2 separate regions of the Lactuca sativa genome follow, and region 2 is linked to region 1. The links are chromatin contacts, called in public Hi-C maps. All regions are on one chromosome and are shown on one strand. Each heading gives the region's core, a stretch centred on a gene start, on an enhancer-like site or on the middle of the called end of the contact. The rest is flanking DNA. Distances are from core to core; before and after follow the strand shown. Region 1 holds the start of LOC111877319. Region 2 holds the start of LOC111877321 (calcium-dependent protein kinase 19).

Region 1 (5,970 bases), core at 1,097-3,596:
TTCACTAAATAGTATCTATGACATGGTAAAATTCAATTTTATCTTCGAGTTTATGCTAGGTACAAACAAGTTCCTGAACAACTAGTTTCACTACATAATTTACTATAAATTACATTAAGTTATAACTTGTCTATTCTTTTTTTTTTTTTTGTATAAACATTTTAAGAGTTGTTAATTACCTTAATGATTTAATATCAACATATTTTTTAATTTGGTTTTACTTTTAGATTATCTTTGCTGCTCTAAATGAAAACAAACTATTAACTTTAGATATACGTGAAATGAAAAAATGTTAAATGTCATTTTAAAAATCTTAATGTCCCATTTGTTGTATTTAGAAGAGGGATATCGAGTAAACCAACCATCATAATGACCTTTTAAAAAAAAAACCATTTTTCGATATTTGAAAAATAACCACTTACTCTTGAATGACCTATTTCAAATTTGATCTTCAAATTTCAGAGTTCTATATTGTTTTTTCCTTTGTTTTTTCTAAATAAATCTACTTATGTCTGAAATGTCAATTTTGAAATTTAATATCATAGTTTTTCAATCTAATTCCTGATTTCATGCCCTAATATTAAACATAGTTCATATTTAGTACATTGTTTAACTTTTTGTTAAATTTAAGTAAAAATAAAAATTTTGCTCGAAATTCTAGAACTGTTTATTGGATTTCAAATTTGTTCTTAAAATTTCAGAGTTTTCGAGACAACAAATATTCAATAATTGCTAGTTGTATGTTGTATTGTCTAGAGTTAAAAACAGAGCTTGATTAAATATATCAAAGGAAAATTTCATCTATACCCTTGTAAACTTTCATAATTATGTGTATATCCTTGTAAAATTTTAAATTACATATATATCCTTATAAAACCTATAAAATTACATATACATCCAAATACTTAATTTAATTGTATTCAATATACTAAATAAATAAAAACACTATCTTTAAATTAAATTATAACTATATTACTCAAATACTTATTTTCAATCTCTCTCATAATTGATCTTCTTATTCACAACAAGGTTATCCACACATAATTGATTAGCAAAAGTCATTGATTGCATACTAAAATTGTTAAATAATATAGTGCATCTCCTACTATCGATTTACGGGACCTCTGATTATTCTTTTTCTAAACATTTTTGTTCTTCCTTTGTTTTCAGTTATAATTACACATGTAAATGACAGAAAAAATTAATTTCAATGTGGGTTTTAATATTTTTGTAAGGCTTCAAAAAGTAAATAGGTTGAGAATAGCAATGTAGGACAAGGATATTATTGTAATATTACAAGTTAATTATATTTTTAATAAGAAAAAATTAATTTAAAGATTGTTTCTTTTATTTTTTAATATATTAAAAATGATTAAATTAAGTATTTGGATATATATGTAATTTTATAGGTTTTATAAGGATATCTATGTAATTTAAAATTTTACAACGATATACATGTAATTATGAAAGTTTACAAATATATAGTTAAATTTTCCCAAATATTAATTTTAGACAAAGATGATAAATTTAGCAATAGGACATTTAATACTAAAGTATTTATTTATTCATTATTTCGATTATATTTATTTTGAAATTTTATTATAAAAATATTTAATGTTTATACCTTTATATTTAATATTTTTTAATCAATTTATATAGTACATATATCTTACAACTAGCATGCAATAAATAAAAAACTTTAGAGATTAATTTTCTTGTTGTTTCATTTTTCAACTATCTAATGTTCTCCCAAATATCTTCGATGTATGGAAGATGAAACACATTCCTATTTTTAGTATTTTATCTAAAAATATCTTTAACAATTATATTTTCTATTATTTGTATTACATAGTTTTAAAATATTCGTTATGATTTTGTCATAACACGTCTTCTTCAAGACTTATATCCAACGCATTTGAGAAAAATATTGTCTTACATTAGATAGTTGTTTATATATATATATAATCATTAATAAAATTACCACCTTAACAAACGTCATCGCTCGCCAGTCGCCACAGCTTATAAGACTTAAAACTTGACATTGCCACCAAGTCTCACGTTAAATAGTTGTTTGTATATATTAATTCTTCCTGTCTAATGCTATTAAAAAATATCGTTTTAAAATTTTTTATCGTTCTTTCTTATCTTTTTTTTTTTGAACCAGCAACTACAATATATAATCTATTTATATATTAACAACTAAATCCACTGCGGACATGACTTGAACCCTTGACTAAAAAAAAAAAAAAAAAAAAACGCCATCTGATACCTGGTTAGAAACCTTAAACCTTTTGTCATTGTTCCTTGTCTCACTAAAATAAATAAGTTTTATTGAGAAAAAAAATTAAAAATTAAAAATGTAATTTTCTCCTGTTTTGATTTCGTTGCATAACTTATTTGTTTGGGAAAATCGAAAACCTTCTTACAATAAAAAGATACTGATTTTGTGCTTCTGGGTTCATGGTGGATTTTGAAGCACCTTCATTCTCTTTAGGGCTTGATTATGACCTACTCGATTCAGAGCCCCAAATCACTTCTGTAAGTGAAGATGATGATTATGAAACTCTAATTGTCGATGATTCGGAGCCTGAATATTCGGATCCTCCTCCGAAGTCGAAGCGCCTCCAGCGTGTACTTACCGACGATGTGACAACATCATCAACGGTTTCAGCCAATCCTGAGGTGGAGTTGCGTTCCAGTGCGGTTGTTGATGATGAAGATGATAACGTGTTCTGTTCAAAGGAGGATATGCGTACTGGTGACAATCTACTTCCAGTAATTGTTTCTCATTTCTATGAACATAGAATGATAAATTATTGAATCAAATTAATTTAAACAACCAGTATCTATCAGTCAATTACATGCCTCACGAAAGAAATACAGTTTGGAACACCATGAGAACACTTCCAACTTTGCTAAAAGTTTCATTTAGGGATTTAGTCACGACCAAGATCAATGTCACCTTTTTATTTGCATTCAATCCATTTTGAAATTATGATAAGTGGAACAATGTTAATCAGCCGAGTAAGTATCAATATACTCATTATAATCCATGCTTAACTTCAGCTCATATCCTAATCTATTAAGATCATAATTAGTAACCTGAAGTTGTATGTTCTCGGCTGAAGTTATTTCTTCAATGCTACCTTAAACAAGTCGTGATTCTTCGGTATTCAATAACCCTTGAATCCCTAATTGTCAGATTTCTTTGAACTACCAAAACACGTATTTCAGAATTGTTAATATTAAGCTTTTTAATACATTTGGTGATTGTCTTATTCATAACGTTCTTACTGAAGATCCCTAGATTGTGTTTCTGCTTGATATACGTTTCAGATTTACCCATTTTGAGACTTTTGTTCACTTGTTTGTTAAATTATCTGTTGTTTCTATCTTCAAATTGTCTTCACATCATTCTTCTCATGCATACTCTTTTTATTTCTAATATCAGATGAACATCAGCATACACAAAACCATGCTCTTTCCACCAGTTCAAAGTTACCAAACACGCCAGGAGTTTTGACTAGTCAACCAGGAAACAAAAGTCAAACTTTCCGTCGGAGACGACTTCTGTTGACTGTTTCTGACTCTGATTCTGATGATCCTTCTGTCAGTGACAATGTTAATAATAACAAATGTAACATATCAGAATCAATTGATTTATCAACTACAGAAAGAGAAAGTCCATGTGAAGATTTCAAATCAGAGAAAAGTTCATTAAATTTTGATGACTCTCTTCCTCCTGCTGTTCATTACTTTTTTCATGATGATTTAAGGATCCAAGAGCTTGTTCAAAGTCGCCTTCCTAATTTTTTTCCTCTGTGTAAAATTTCAAATAGAGAGCTTGAGCAACCCAGCACATCAGAAATCGATTACATGTAATCTTTGCTTCCAATTCATTTAACTATTTGACTGATGGTTTTTAAGCTGCCATTTGTTACACTAAATGGGACATAAAGCTGCAAGTTTTGTCTCATTTTGGATGACAAAAACAAAAAGTCAAAAAGCTGTAGTTTTTGTCCCATTATCTAATCCCACCTTATTCCATATTTTTGGATGACACAAAAAAGTTGCAATTGACATCAGTACAATACCAAACACAATATAACTTGTTTTATCAAATTGGGGTTTATGGTGTTATGACATATTCTTGTTAGAGTGACATGTTTGTGTGTTTGTTACAGGGGTCAATTTAAGTGTGGTGCAAGCTCAAAACAAGGTGTTAGAAATATTAAAGACAAGAAAAGCTCAAAAAGTAGGAGTAAAAATTCAAGAAAAGAGAATGTTGAAGAGACATCACAAGGTTGGGTGAACCCAAAGCTTTGTGTTGATAACAAGATTATAACAAAAGACACTCCTAAAAGAAAGACTCATGCAGCTCAACAATCTGCTGGATATTGGGTAACAGGTCAAGATGGAAAAAGGGTAAGTTTAACTGGTTAAAAAGTTCTTAATTTACAAAGTTTTACTTATTTGCTTATAACAACTATTTTAAATTAATTCTACATTTGGTTTAATCATCGTTTTCAAATGCTATCCAGTTTGTTATGGTTGACTTCAAGTTCTAAGTGTTTATTTTAAATAATTTGTTTGATATCATCATCAGATGGTACTATAAGATTACTTATATACACATTTTATCTATTTCTTTCTTAAATAATCAAAAGATTTCAAACATTCGACTCCTTCAGAAGTTATTGTTTGTGGTTTATACTTGAAGACATTAAAATGCAATTCTTGAAATACTAGTTATTCTTTTGTTGTTTTAAATGTTTTAAAGTATTCATAAACCTTCAGGTTTATGTTGGTAAAAGGGGTCAGGAGCTGACTGGACGAGTTGCTTACATGCAGTACAAAAAGGTAAAATGACCAGCTTATAAAAAGCAAATATACCAAATAATAATAATAAAAAATTAAATTTGTATCTTAATAGTACAGCATCCCATTTTGATTATTTTTGGTATGAACTCCTTATTTTATGTTACCTAGTTTTTTAAACAATTAAATTTGTCAAAATTCACCATAATTAAATTTATCTGATTATGATTATTCAATATCACATGGAAAACACTCATCTAAATAATAATTTTTTTGCTAGTTTCTTATTGTGAGTGAGTGTTGCTGAATATTTGTATTATTGTGGCAGGAGAGTGGATCATGGTTTAAAAAGGCAAAGAGGAAATCTGCTAAGAAGAATAAATGAATTAAATAGTGGTAAATACAGTAATCAAAAAGAGAATGGAATGGAATGACAAAATAGTGTTTGCTTGTCACAAAGGAACGGAATGGAATGGAATATATCTTACGGAATGCGATTTCTTCTTTTGGGCTCATATATTATTATTGTAATTATCAGTTATTTTTATTCATATAATCTTTAATAACCCCAATCAATTTAAAAATAAAAAAGATATGTTTTTATATAATTTTATGTAAAAATTTCATGGTATTTTATTTTATTTTTTTCTTAAATTTTGTAAACAGTTTTTTAATGGTATATAATTCTTTTAACTATTAGAAATACATTCTAAACGACTAGGCGTACATGTCATCAATTAATGAAACATGTAAAATATGTTACCGGGAGAAAATGGTCAAATCATCATTTAATTTTAGTTTGTGACTTATTCGTAAATTATATTAAAATAATGAGACTTTAATGGAATCAAGTCAACAATAAAACCGGAAAAAAAGGTCAAATTGTCATTTTTACGGGTACTTTATGTTTTTTTGTAAACAAATTTTAGTTTGAGACTTATTTATAAATTATGGTAAAATATTGAGACTTTTGTGAAGATTTTTCTAACTAAAAACAATAAACTCCTATTGCCAAACAAATGTTTTTTTTTTCTTAAAAGCTCCAAAAAAATCATGTGCAAAATATAGGGATGAACAAAAACCGAACCGAAAACAAAAAAAAACCGACATAACCGAAACCGAAACCAAAGCAATAACCGACGGTTTAGGTTT
Region 2 (5,970 bases), core at 980-3,479, 170 kb after region 1:
CCTCCGCCTACTTCCCCCCGTTAAGATATGTTTGACTTGTCAAATTGGTGGTATTTTGGTCATTCCTTATTTATTCCCCTTATTTAATATTAATAAAAGAGAATTACGTATGTAATTAGTGCCATACAGATAATATTGAGCCTCAATCGTATTTATACTCCTTAATAAATGTGATTCGATTCAATTTCCCTCATCATTGACTAAGGATCAAGAACCCTTATCTGATTACCAAGGTTGTTAGCTTCGATCAGGCGACTTTCGTAGTGAATGCATATACCAACGTGACACTTAAGGTTGTCAAGCACGTCATTCAACCCAACGGTGGTTTATGGTATGTAATTTTGTTGTTGCTCATTTACTTGATTTTTTTTTTGGTGAAATCATCACTTCTATATTTTGTTTTTTGCTCTTGTCTTGAAGATGGACATCCTACACTATTTACCATCAAGCTACATCATGGAGGCGAGTTCACAAATTTTCTAGATGTCAATTACATTGATGGTACTGTGACGTATGTTGATATGATGGATGTGATTATAAAAGGGTTAGGATACTCAATATTAGGACTTTTCTGCAAACAAAAACCTTATATTATTATTATTATTATATAATAATAATAGTAATAATAATAATAATAATAATAATAATAATAATAAATACTATTTTTCGAACTTGTTATTATTAATATTGTTAATAATACATATAAATGCATTTAAATGAAAAAAATAATATTAATGTTCATAAAAAATCTTAGAACTTAAGTGTAACTTTTTTGAAAATATTAAGACTTTTCTGAAAATTTTCTACACAATTACTGTCTAAATGTTTATGTGTGTAATTTCATAATGGCATGTAACAAGTTTATTGGAGTTAAATTTTAATTTCCAAAAAAAAAAGTTAAACCCAAATTTTAGAATAATTCGTAAATTGGAACATAAAAAAAAACGGTTTTCCTTTATCCGTAACCGGTTTGACAATATGTATATATTCTTTTCAGAAAACTGAAAAAAAATCGGAACTACTTAACGAAATTCCTTTATAAAAAGAACGGATGTGGTCCCAACCGAATGTTTTAGAAAGTAGGTTTCGGTATTAAATAGATTCTGAGTACATCTAGGTTGAAAGTTTTAGACGGAAAGGTGTGGGCAACGTCCACAAATGTACAGTCGGATAACGACGTTACCATGACACAAACACCGTCCCCTTCATCGTTTTTGCACCTTATGAGGCTTCCCGTTGCTTCCCATTACCATCACAACCTCCCTCAATGCAGTTATCTTCCTTTGTTTTCTTCTCCTTCACCTCAACATGTTATCCACTTCTTCCTTCTTGTCAAACATGTTTCCAAGGTAAAGAAGATGAATAAATTTTTGTTGCTTTTAAAATATAAAAAATAATTTTTCAACAAATAATAAAAGAATCACCGTTGCAGGTAAACATTTTAATAAAAATATTAATTATAACAGTTATAATATTTTTATTAGAGTACTACTATTTATAAAGTATTAGTAATATTCATATAAGTTTATTGCAAATTGTATTCATTATTAATAATATTTTTGTGATGGAATTTTTTTTTTACTTGAATAGTGATTTATTTATTTATTTGATGTTAAAAATAATGAAAATTAGAGCTTGTGTTTTATATCAAAATGATGTTCATAAAGTTGGAATTAGGAACATTTCTTGGTATTTAGCTAATCCTCTTGTTCAATAAAAGCAAAATGAAAGACAAACCCACGAGATGCTTCATAGAAATCACATGCCAAATGATTTGTTTTTAGATGCAGGCCAAACATCATCCCCAAAACAAATGAGCTTACCATATATGGTTTATTCTAATTTAGGTTTCAATGCAAACCGCTTTTATCTCTAAACTTGATATTAATGTACACGATATCTAAAGGATAAATTAAAAATTATATAAAAAGCACAATAATTATTACCATATAAAAAACAATAACAACAAACCACACAAATGAAATAAGATAGGAGAGGTGGATATCAATTATTATTATTATTCTAAAACTTAAAACCTACAAAATATCTAAATATAATTGAAGAAATATAAGTATATAATTTATCAAATTAAATTTATTTTAATTAATTGGATTAAATAAAGAAGAAACAAACACCTTACTTGAAGACAAAGAGTGAAAGCTCCTAATATTTGGCAGATTCTCAATGGACACAAAGAAAAGCACATTTCTTCATCCAAAGATGGAGGTGGACAACATGAAGACTCTCACAAAGTCAAAATGTCTGACTTCCTACTTCTCCTTGACCACATTCAACCCAATCAAACCGCGTCTAATTTCTTCGAAGATTCCATTCTTTTAAATCTCAAGTATTCCGAATGAGCTCACCACGTTCCTTCCTTCAACCTCTTCTGTACCTTAAACTATTCCTCCATGAATTATTATTCAATCTTAGCGGTTTGACTATTCTCTTTGACCGTCTTCATCGACACCCCTTTTGATCTTCGATTTCGAACCAACAACCAAGTAACAACAATCAATCCCCATCTGGGTATTCGTTTCTTGATCAGTTTCCACAATTCCATTCAAAATATCAAGAAATGGGGTTGTGTAGTAGCAAAAGCAAGAGTGGAGGGACATACCCTGATGCTCATAGAACAAGATCCGTCGAACCCAATGCGGTTTACACCAAAACCCCGGCTCCGGCAGCTCAAACTCCGGCGAGAAAGCAGCCGCCACCTCCCAGCCCCAAGAGGGTGTTCACAGCTGACTCGATTCTCGGAAAACCATTTGAAGACGTTAAACAACATTACACCATGGGGAGAGAATTGGGTAGAGGTCAATTTGGTGTTACTTATCTTTGTATACAGAAATCAAGTGGTCAAAAGTATGCTTGTAAGTCGATATCAAAGAAGAAACTTGTAACTAAAAGTGATAAGGATGATATGAGGAAAGAAATTCAGATTATGCAGCATCTAAGTGGACAGGCTAATATTGTTGAGTTTAAAGGTGCTTATGAAGATAAGCAATCTGTGCATTTGGTTATGGAGGTTTGTGAAGGAGGTGAGCTTTTTGATAGGATCATTGCAAAAGGTCATTATAGTGAAAGAGCTGCAGCCTCGATTTGCAGGTCGATTGTGAATGTGGTTCATGTTTGTCACTTTATGGGAGTGATGCATCGTGATTTAAAGCCTGAAAATTTCCTGCTTTCGGATAAGAGTGAGAACGCACTTCTTAAAGCTACAGATTTCGGTTTATCTGTCTTCATTCAAGAAGGTATTGCTAATCGAATCTCTACTTTGTAACATATACAAATCTTAATCTTTTGACTTTTAAGAAAAAATCCCATTGAAAGAATCGGTTCTTGCAAGATTTTATAGGATTCAACAATAATTAGATAGTTAACTTTAAAAAGTTCAATGATTCGCATTTAATTGTGGGCATTTTCGTGATCAATCTTACTAACGAAAATTTCCTAGATTTTTATGTACAATATTTGCAATATATCGCGGACTTGTCTGCACAAGCTCACTCTACTCTATGACACTTACTCCTCAAACTAAGTCAAATCACTCTCGTAAACAAGGAAAACAATGAAATGTAAGTGAAGTAAAGCAAACGATGAACAACACAATAACTTAATGGAAAGAGATTTGCTAGTAGTACATTAGAATGATAGAGAAAACTACACAAGGATAGGATTTAAATGGAAACTATTTTTGAATATTTACAAGGAAGGTAGTACACAACTATTATTGCTAGATCTTTCCACTCTCTTATGATTACAAATAAAATGAGAAAGACCTATTTACGCTTGAGGTCTTAGATCTTCGTGCAATAGGAGGTCTTAGATCTTCGTTTTTGTCGTTTTATTCGGGTTAAGGGTCCATCTGTAGAAAAAGCTTTTAAATGAAAAAATATGATAATGTCATGTCTTTTATGCAAATAAGATTTATACTTATTTGCATAAGCGGCAGATATTTTGATTATTTTTGAAAGAAAACATAGTATTTTATTTTTACATGATGGAACCTGGTAAACTGGTAAAAGTCAAGAATGAAAGTTGGGAAATTACTTTTGGTTTACATTATAAAAAACAATTAGGTCGTATCTAAAAAACTGGTTAAAAATCTTAGGTTTTTCGTAAAAATAACACTTAAAATTTAAAAAGAAAATTACAATTTTAATATTCATGCTTGAGATCTTTAGTCTTCCTGCAATACGATACGAGGGGACAATAACATGAATGAACGCTAAAGAAGGTCCTACTTTACTCTTACATCTATAGATCCTTCCACCATCTTCTTGATATCTCCTGAAAAGTTGTTCATTCACATACTAGTTTCCGGAATTCTTAATTCAACCTTGGTGTACAATGTCTTGAACTTCTTTTGAGCTACACAGCATTATATGACAAAGCAAACAAATACTTTCAGGAAAAGCATATCGACAAGTTGTTGGAAGTGCGTATTATGTTGCACCAGAGGTATTGACACGTAAATACGGGAAGGAAATAGACATATGGAGTGCAGGGGTGATACTGTATATCCTGCTAAGTGGTGTGCCTCCCTTTTGGGCAGGTAATTTCATGCTCTGTTTTTTTTTTTTTTTTTTTTTTTAAATAGGATTATAAGTTATAACATGAAATTGGGTATGAAAATGCAGAGACAGAGAAGGGAATATTTGATGCTGTACTTGAAGGTTATATTGATTTTGAAAGTGAACCATGGCCATCTATCTCTACAAGTGCTAAGGATCTTGTTCGAAGGATGCTCACACAAGACCCCAAGAAGAGAATAACTTCTGCTCAAGTTCTTGGTATGATGTTGTTTCTTTTTTCAATGGATAGACTTAGCCACTTAGGGGCTCTTTGATAAAAATAAACCCTTTAATGCTGAATGATTCCAACCTCTTACTGGTTCAGAGGTTATTAAACAGATTATTAAAATGGTGACATGCTTTAATCTGGTAAAATATATGCGACTGTTTTTTCCTTACTTCAAAAACAACGGCTTAATAAACAAAGTAAATAAATGAAGTTTTCCCCCATGGCCACAGGGTAGAGTAAAATTACAGTATATACCCTTATTTGACAAACGTTCCAACACCATTAAAAGTAACTATTACAACTAACACATCCAAACCTTATTTCTTGCATTACTTTTAATTACCTGATTAAACAAGTCATTATCACATAATAACATTCAGAACTCACATTCAAAACAGGCTATGCTCATAAGATGTTTGTTTTCAACCTGCAAATCAAACTATGCACATACGTATGTATACATGCAGATATGCTCATGAGCTCATAATATCTTTCTTGTATGTTTCAAAATTGGTACACAGAGCATCCATGGATAAGAGAAGATGGTGAAGCATCCGACAAGCCAATCGACAGTGCAGTCCTTTCTAGGATGAAGCAATTCCGAGCTATGAATAAGCTCAAGAAGCTCGCTCTCAAGGTACCCAAAACATCTACTATTTTAGCTTCAGTATTAACTCTAATAGAGTGTGTTCATCCATAGAGGTGAACACAGACCAGGCCGGACCAGTATTGTAGGTCCGGCCCGGTCCAATCTAATTACGGTCAGGACTGGGTCCAAGACCTGGACCCAGTCTATTCCAAAAACCGTACACCGTTATCTATCTATTAACACTGACAATATGAGTTTTATAGGTCATTGCGGAAAATCTATCAGCAGAAGAGATTCAAGGGCTGAAATCAATGTTTACAAACATAGACACTGATAACAGCGGGACAATTACTTATGAAGAACTTAAAACTGGATTGGCTCGATTAGGGTCAAAGCTCTCGGAGGCTGAAGTGAAGCAACTCATGGAAGCAGTAAGATGTTTCACATGTTAAAAAAAAAGTTGGAATTTCTATTTTTAAACACCCTTTTCCCTTATAAACTTGTTTTTTATGATTCAGGCTGATGTTGATGGAAATGGGTCGATTGATTACATTGAGTTCATCACAGCAACAATG

The links. A called contact is a pair of places that touch in the nucleus more often than the background predicts.
Region 2: a contact with region 1 is called in a Hi-C map of leaf, with 6 times the contacts expected there. The contact joins the promoter of LOC111877321 here to the promoter of LOC111877319 in region 1. A contact is called at or near these places in 2 of 4 Hi-C or Micro-C datasets (both in leaf).

What each region holds. Positions count from the first base shown.
Region 1 is chr7:197,011,412-197,017,381 of Lsat_Salinas_v11, forward strand. LOC111877319 reads left to right here and starts at 2,347. Exons shown (of 5, transcript XM_023873848.2): 1 at 2,347-2,758; 2 at 3,452-3,878; 3 at 4,185-4,425; 4 at 4,798-4,860; 5 at 5,147-5,333. The coding sequence starts at 2,461. The coding sequence ends at 5,203.
Region 2 is chr7:197,182,709-197,188,678 of Lsat_Salinas_v11, forward strand. It overlaps LOC111877321 (calcium-dependent protein kinase 19), which reads left to right and starts at 2,230. Exons shown (of 8, transcript XM_023873850.3): 1 at 2,230-3,254; 2 at 4,415-4,558; 3 at 4,644-4,796; 4 at 5,328-5,443; 5 at 5,659-5,826; 6 at 5,914-5,970. The coding sequence starts at 2,579.